Linked DNA regions of Capra hircus: region 1 is linked to region 2. A link is a contact called in public Hi-C data. All regions are on one chromosome and are shown on one strand. Each heading gives the region's core, a stretch centred on a gene start, on an enhancer-like site or on the middle of the called end of the contact. The rest is flanking DNA. Distances are from core to core; before and after follow the strand shown. Region 1 overlaps RCSD1 (capZ-interacting protein). Region 2 has its middle 32 kb from the start of CREG1.

The links. Hi-C and Micro-C count contacts between places; a contact is called where the count stands out from the background.
Region 1: a Hi-C map of blood shows a contact between it and region 2, with 2.5 times the contacts expected there. The contact joins two enhancer-like sites. A contact is called at or near these places in 3 of 5 Hi-C or Micro-C datasets (blood and liver).

Annotation. Positions count from the first base shown.
Region 1 is chr3:119,050,217-119,053,704 of ARS1.2, reverse strand. It overlaps RCSD1 (capZ-interacting protein), which reads right to left. Exons shown (of 6, transcript XM_018046446.1): 2 at 1-2. Among named protein-coding and RNA genes, the nearest start is that of TRNAP-CGG, 29 kb to the left of the region's middle. Within about 2 kb of position 2,189, at least 3 of the 5 cell types and tissues checked have an H3K27ac peak or open chromatin away from gene starts, as enhancers often do.
Region 2 is chr3:118,969,133-118,972,317 of ARS1.2, reverse strand. No RefSeq gene overlaps it. Among named protein-coding and RNA genes, the nearest start is that of CREG1, 32 kb to the right of the region's middle. Within about 2 kb of position 1,472, at least 2 of the 5 cell types and tissues checked have an H3K27ac peak or open chromatin away from gene starts, as enhancers often do.

The DNA.
Region 1 (3,488 bases), core at 940-3,439, 81 kb before region 2:
GCCTGGCAAACCAAGGGGAAGCCAAAGTTAACCAGCAAATACACACCTGGCACTCGGAGCGTCAGCACAAGGGGCCACGCGAGGGGCCTGCTCTGTGACAGTGAGGCCTTCTCCCAGCATTTTGCAATTGGCTTCTGCATCAGAGATTTAAAGCCTCCTTCATCAACTGCATTTTGTATGCATATCTACAATGTCCTCGGCCCCGGGGTGTGGCTCTATCTGGAAAGGAATTAAAGTTGCCCTGGGGGGTGGGTCGCGGAGGGCCCAGGGATCTAGGAGGCAGGACAAGGCTGGGTTCCTCATTCTACAAAGACCTGGCCTGCAGAGGGCTCTATCAGAGACAGTCTCCCCTTAGCCAAAGGGCGCTTCGGAAACTGGAGGCTGGCAAAATGCGCTGGAGCGAGTCCAGTGCATGACTGGATCTAGTGGGATGAGCAACTGCCCTGGATTGAACTTAAAACATTTTTTTAAAATTTGTGGCTGTGGGGGATCTTCGTTGCTCCATGCAGGATTTCTCTAGTTGCAGAGAGTGGAGGCTACTCTTAATTGTGGAGAGCAGGGGCTCCTCATTGTGGTGGCTTCTCTTGTTGTGAAGCATGTGCTCTAGGGTGTGCAGACACAGTAGTTGTGGGACAAAGGCTGAGTCGCCTTGAGGCATGTGGGATCTTCCTGTACCAAGAACCAAACCCATGTCCCCTGCATTGGCAGGCAGATTCTTAACCAGTTGGCCACCAGGGAAGTCCTGGATTGAACTTTTGACAAGTATTTTTGCATCTTATTTCTCTTACTTGGTTTGAGTGCTTTGGTCATAGAAACGCTCAGAAAATATTTGTTGAGCTAATAAACAACACGAGAGTCAAATAGCATGGCAGATGAGAACCAGACTATCTGGATTTGACCACTGAGTTGCTCCATCTCCTTAGCTCAGTGACCTTGGGCAAATGACTTTCTCCATTTGTACCTCGGTAGGGATAACAGTAGCACGTTGTTCACATGGTGGTTCTGCAGGTCAAGTGACTTACTATGTATCTGAAGTGTGGGGACAAGGCCTAGGACATAAGAGCTTCAGAAGCGCTGTTACTGCTATTTCTAAGAACCCTTGGCAATGACCTCAGTGAACCACAGTCACTGCTCACTCTCGCATGCCATTTGCCACCAAGACTCATTCGAGGAGTCAGCAAGCCCTGGAAACAGACACTTCACTTCTGCCTTATTACATGTGGCCTACAAAAGCCCCTGACTTTCATAATTTTTTAAAAATGTCCAGTCTTAGTGACATTCAGCTTTTATTTTTGGTGACCATGATGATAGCATTTTGCACACAGGCTGCAAACCTCTCCACTCCACCTGCTCATGTCTAGCTTGAAACTGAGAGAATCTGGGTAGCAGTTGCCCAACAAAGACATCTTGGTCTTTCCATGGAGCTCATGGCCTACAAGCACGCTCCAGCTGCAAACTTGCATCCCTCCACACACACATCCATGCGCATACGCACACACACATACTCTCACATACATGTCCTACACCCTCCTTTTTGTGCTGAAAGTGTCTCTGAGCTTTCATATTTGAGTGCTACCTCTGAAGGAAATATCACTGGTAATACCATGACATTGTCCCATTGGAGCAGGAGGGGCAACCACCTGCCCCACAATGACCTCAGGTGAAGTTGAGTAAGTGTGGGCAAAACTTTGAGAAGAGGGCTTTGCTTCGAGATAGGAAAGAACTGCTGGGACACAGAGCTTCTGATCTGTGAACAGGCTGTTCTAGAGGAAAAGGCAGGTCCCTGCTATAAGTCAAGTTTATCCCCATTTCAGCCTAAATATCAAATACTGATTTCAAAAAAAGATGTTTAAGGATTCGCCTCTCTTCAAGATGCCAGAATTCCCCACAGCGCTGGAGAAGGGGGTGGGGAGCCTCAGTGCCCGCCCTGACATGTGCCCCACACTGGCCATGCAAGGCCTGGTCAGAGGTGAACATCATGTCCTCCTGGAACAATGGAGAGGTTCCAGGGACAGAGCAATTTATTAATTGAGCTGCTCCTGGCAAACATGCTGGGCCGGTCCGTCGGTCTCAGTCTCTCTGTCCGCTGCTATTTATTGCTCGCGACCTGCTGACAGCGCACTTTACCTCAGCCCCGAAGGCGCCAATCACCGGTGGTGCAGGAAGAAACGTTCCAGATAAAAATAGAGCTGAAGGGGAATCAGAAACTCCGCCCTAACTTCCCTTCTTGAAACCAGGCTTGGCAAGGGGTGAGAGAACTACAAGCCTTCTGGAAGGACTTAGGACTTAAAAGCTAGGTTGAAGGAAAGATTGTGATGCGTCTGAATTTGCTTTCCTGGAGCCCAGTGAATGGGTTTTCTTTAGAATGTCTGTGGACTCCAGAGCTTGTTGAAGCCCGGCAAATCCATTCCCTACCAGCACCTCTCATTCTGTGTTGTGGAAGAGTGATTGATTGTTGCCTTCTCTCAGTTGGGCAGAAGTTAAGAGAGGGCAAGTAACTTAGCCAGAGTCACACCGGAGAGGCCAGACAAAATAATCTGAGAAACACTTGATCCAATACCTAATAATCCAACAATGAACATCAGTTAAATAGCCTAATTTGTGAAGGTGCTTTGAAAACTGTAAAGTGATATATAAATAGTAAATCTATTATAAGCCACTGGGTTACACGGGTACAAAGGAGCCAGTGTGTCTTTGGGGATGGTCAGGCACTGTGGTTTAGCCTGTTTGAGGCTTTGCCTGGATTTCTGCCTTGCACTTGTGGCAGGTACCACTACTGACCTGTTCCAGCGGGTCAACATCACATCACCTTGGCCCCAGGCAGGTGAGCAACATTTTTTCCCTCTCTCTCTCTCTCTTATCTCACTCAGCCCTGAGACTGATTTGGGAAGGTCATGCTCCTACCTTGATTGTTCTTAGATCTGAGCATGACTTTCGCATCTCTGCCTTGTCCCAAACTTTCCTGGGACCCCCCCACCCCTACCCCCTAAGCAGCATTCTTTCTCTGTTCCAAAGTTATCCATTAAGTATTGAACACAGAGTCAGGAACACAGAAAGTCGTCCTCAAAGGGGGCCTTCTTCCCCACCTCCCATCCAACCCAGCTTGTGGTGTCAGGGTCTGGGCCCTGCTCCCAGAGTCACTGCCACCATCAACTCCACCTGCACCCACCTCCAGGTCTTGGTCACGTTTTGATCTCTGTGGATCCTTTCTTCTTGGGACAAATCTCCATGTCTTAAATCTATTTTCTCAACCCATTCCCACATGCGACCTGCTTTAGTTGACACTCATGCTTACAGACTGCAGCCCCCAACCCACCTTGCTGGGCCCAGAGCCTGCTGACCAAGCCCTTGCTGCCACTGTTCCAGCCCAGCTCTGCCAGCAAGCTTGGAAACCAGTCCTATGGTTCCCTCAACTTTGCCAAGGCCAGAAGAAAATCACCTCTGGGGTTTACTTTCTGTTTCTATGGGACTTTCTTCAGAGAACTGAG
Region 2 (3,185 bases), core at 223-2,722:
AGGATAAGCATGGCTTTGAAACCATTTCACTCAGATTGGGACTTGAGCCCATGTCCTGGGACTCAAACCCAGCCAAAACTCACGGTCTTCCAACTGAGATCACAGGTTTCAGGACCTAATGAAGCCCAGGTTCCTGATATCTCATTGCAGAAAGAATTCAGTGAAAGAGTGATAGGTAAGAAGTGGATTTATTCAGTGAAAAACACTCCACAGACAGAAGGTGGGCTGCCACAGAGGGCGAGTGCAGCCCCCAAATGTGGTGTCATTAGCTTTTATGGACTGGGAAATTTCATAGGCTAACGAGTGGCGGAACTATTCCAACTATTGTGGGGGAAAGGTTGGGATTTCCAGGTGTTTGGCCACTGTCCAGTTTTCTCTGATGGAACTGCCGTGGCAGCTCTAACCCTGTCATTTAGCTTGCCGACATGTTACAATGAGTTTATGCCGAGTGTCAAGGTTTAGTCAAGTTGCCTTGTCTGTCATCTTGGACCCATTTGGTTCTGTTCAGTTTATGCTGTGCCCTTGGGCTATGTCGTTCTTTCAAAGGTTTTGTCCTGTCCCTTTTCCTCCTATTTCAATTTCATGGCCATAGTAGAGAACCAACCAGTTGGAATGAATGGCATTTTCACCACTTTATCTTCAGCACTACACAACCTAGTACCTGACATGTATTGCATATTCTTAAGTCATTGGATTGAATTTTTGAAAAATTTTAATAGTTTTACTGAGATATAGTTCACATACATTTTACCCATTTAAAATGTATAGTTCAATGGCTTTTAATATGTTCAGAGTGCAAGCACCACCACAATCTAATTTTAGAACATTTTCATTACCCCAGAAAGAAACTAGTGCCCGTTAGTAATTACTCCCCATTCCCTCCTCCCCTCCTTGGATTGATATGTTTAAAAGAATCATAACTGAGTTGAAGGTGAAAAACATCTTGCAAAGCCCCCATGGGAATAGGATCTTTACACAGATAAAACAAGCAAGCGAAGTCCAGGAAAGAGGTTTCCTGCACACAGCCGTTCAGCCCTGGTTTCCTAGTAGAATCTGAGCCGGAGTTAACCAAAGTCCTACTACGGCCAGTATGTGAGTTACAGTCACAGCCTTGAATCTGTGGCAAAAGCAGATGGCACTTCCAGCAGGCATTCCCCAGAGGAGCAATTTTCCACGAGGACTGTGCATGGCAACTAGCCATCCTGGGATTTCTGGCACGGTTCAGTTTCACGTCTTTTGTTCCAAAGTCCTTAGAATGGCACTTGTCCTGGTTGGGTAATGAACCTTGTTTTTGTATATGGAAAATGCAGTTACTACAGGCACGTGGAAAGTGCCTTTTATTGCTTCCTGCTGGCAGATCAAAAGCAGAGGGGTTGGACCACCCCAGGGAAGCCTGTTTTATTCAGGGAAAGGGAGGGGCCTCGGGGCTCAGCAGTCTTCTGCTGTTCTGTGCAGGTCAGGAAACCCAGGGAGGCTGCTGACAGACCCAGCCGAGGCTGCAGCAGGGCTGTGTCCTGAGGATCGGGCCCCGGAAAAGGCAAAGCAAATTGTAACAGGAAAGAAAAAGAGCAGAGACAGAATCGCTGTTTTGTTGCACAAAGGAAGGAGGTGACCCAAGGCTTCTTGTGACACAGGAAGAAGCATATTTGGAGAAGTGAGAGCCGCTTCCTACAGATCCCTTCAGATTAGAAGCCAATTATGGATTGCCCCGAGGAGGGCACGGCAATCCACTCCAGTATTCTTGCCTGGAGAATCGCAAGCACAGAGGAGCCTGGTGGGCTACAGTCCATAGGGTCGCAAAGACTCAGACGGGACTGAGCCTCTAAGCGCAGCCTCAGTTTGCCCCGGGACAAACAAGAAGCTCTTTTGTGGTTCTGGTTCTTTCCACACCTGGGTGAGGTCACTTGTGTAAAGGTGGCCTTCGTAAGCATGTTGAAACCAAGCCCAAAGCCTATTTGTTTTCTAGGATCAGCCTATTAAGACCTGCCTTCCCATCCTCCGGTCCTCCCACCCTCCCAGCTGGTCCGACAGGTCCCTAATGGTTAATTAAATCTTGAGCTAGGACTCAAGAGTCAGTCTCATCCTGCTTCCCTCATCAGCTCTGAAGCCAAGGGCACATCACTTACCCCCTCCGATCTCTGCTTTCTCAAAAGAGTAGAGAAGATTGACAGAATTATCTTATCCAGACAGACTGATTGCTTTGCCCTGAGGTGATTCAACTATCGGATTCCACATTTAAAAACCTTGAAAATATTTGGATTCCTCAGTGCAGGAAAATCTTCATGATTCTACACATTTCATTCGTTAATTCACTGAAACACGTATTAAGCACCACTATATGTCAGCCGTGCTAAGCAACAAAGTGATAACTTCTGCTCATTGAATCCCTACTATGTGTCGCAAGTTGTCAGATACTTTAGATTGATCGTCCCGTTTAATCTTCCCCACAACTCTATGAGTTAATACTTTCATCATTAGGCTAAAAGGAGCCCGTAGTAGTTCAGATGGTAAAGAATCTGCCTGCAATGCAGAAGACATGGGTTTGATCCCTGGGTCAGGAAGATCCCCTGGAGAAGGGAATGGCAACCCACCTCAGTATTTTTACCTGGAAAATTCCATGGACAGGGGAGCCTGCTGGGCTATGATCCATGGGGTGGCAAAGAGTTGGACACGACTGAGCGACTAACACACTTATTAGGCTAAGAAGAGTTTAGGTAACTTTTTCCGGTTCACAGGTCCTTGATTCTAGATACTAATCCTGCCATTGCATAGATAAATGAGATGTAGTGGGTTCTGATTTCAAGGATGTTCCAACCAGCAGCCCTGTGGCCAGCTAGCAGGCTCTGAAACCCTTGACATTGTTCACTTGGTACTTGGGATTCTCTAAGCAAGAATACTGGAGTGGGTTGCCATGCCCTTCTCGGGGGACTTCCCGACCCAGGGATCCGACGAGCCTCTTAACCTCTCCTGCATTGGCAGGCGAGTTCTTTACCACCAGCGCCACCTGGGAAGCCCTATGAGTTCCGCAGACCAAGTTTTCTTCCATAGGAATGGCCATACCATAAATATTATAAACTGAAGAAATAGCGCCCTCTTGTGTCAGAAGAATAACACATTCGCTCTCAGGAGAAAGACATTTTGAACAATCTTAAAACTATGAAACTCTTGGGGTTTTTTCGTTTTTA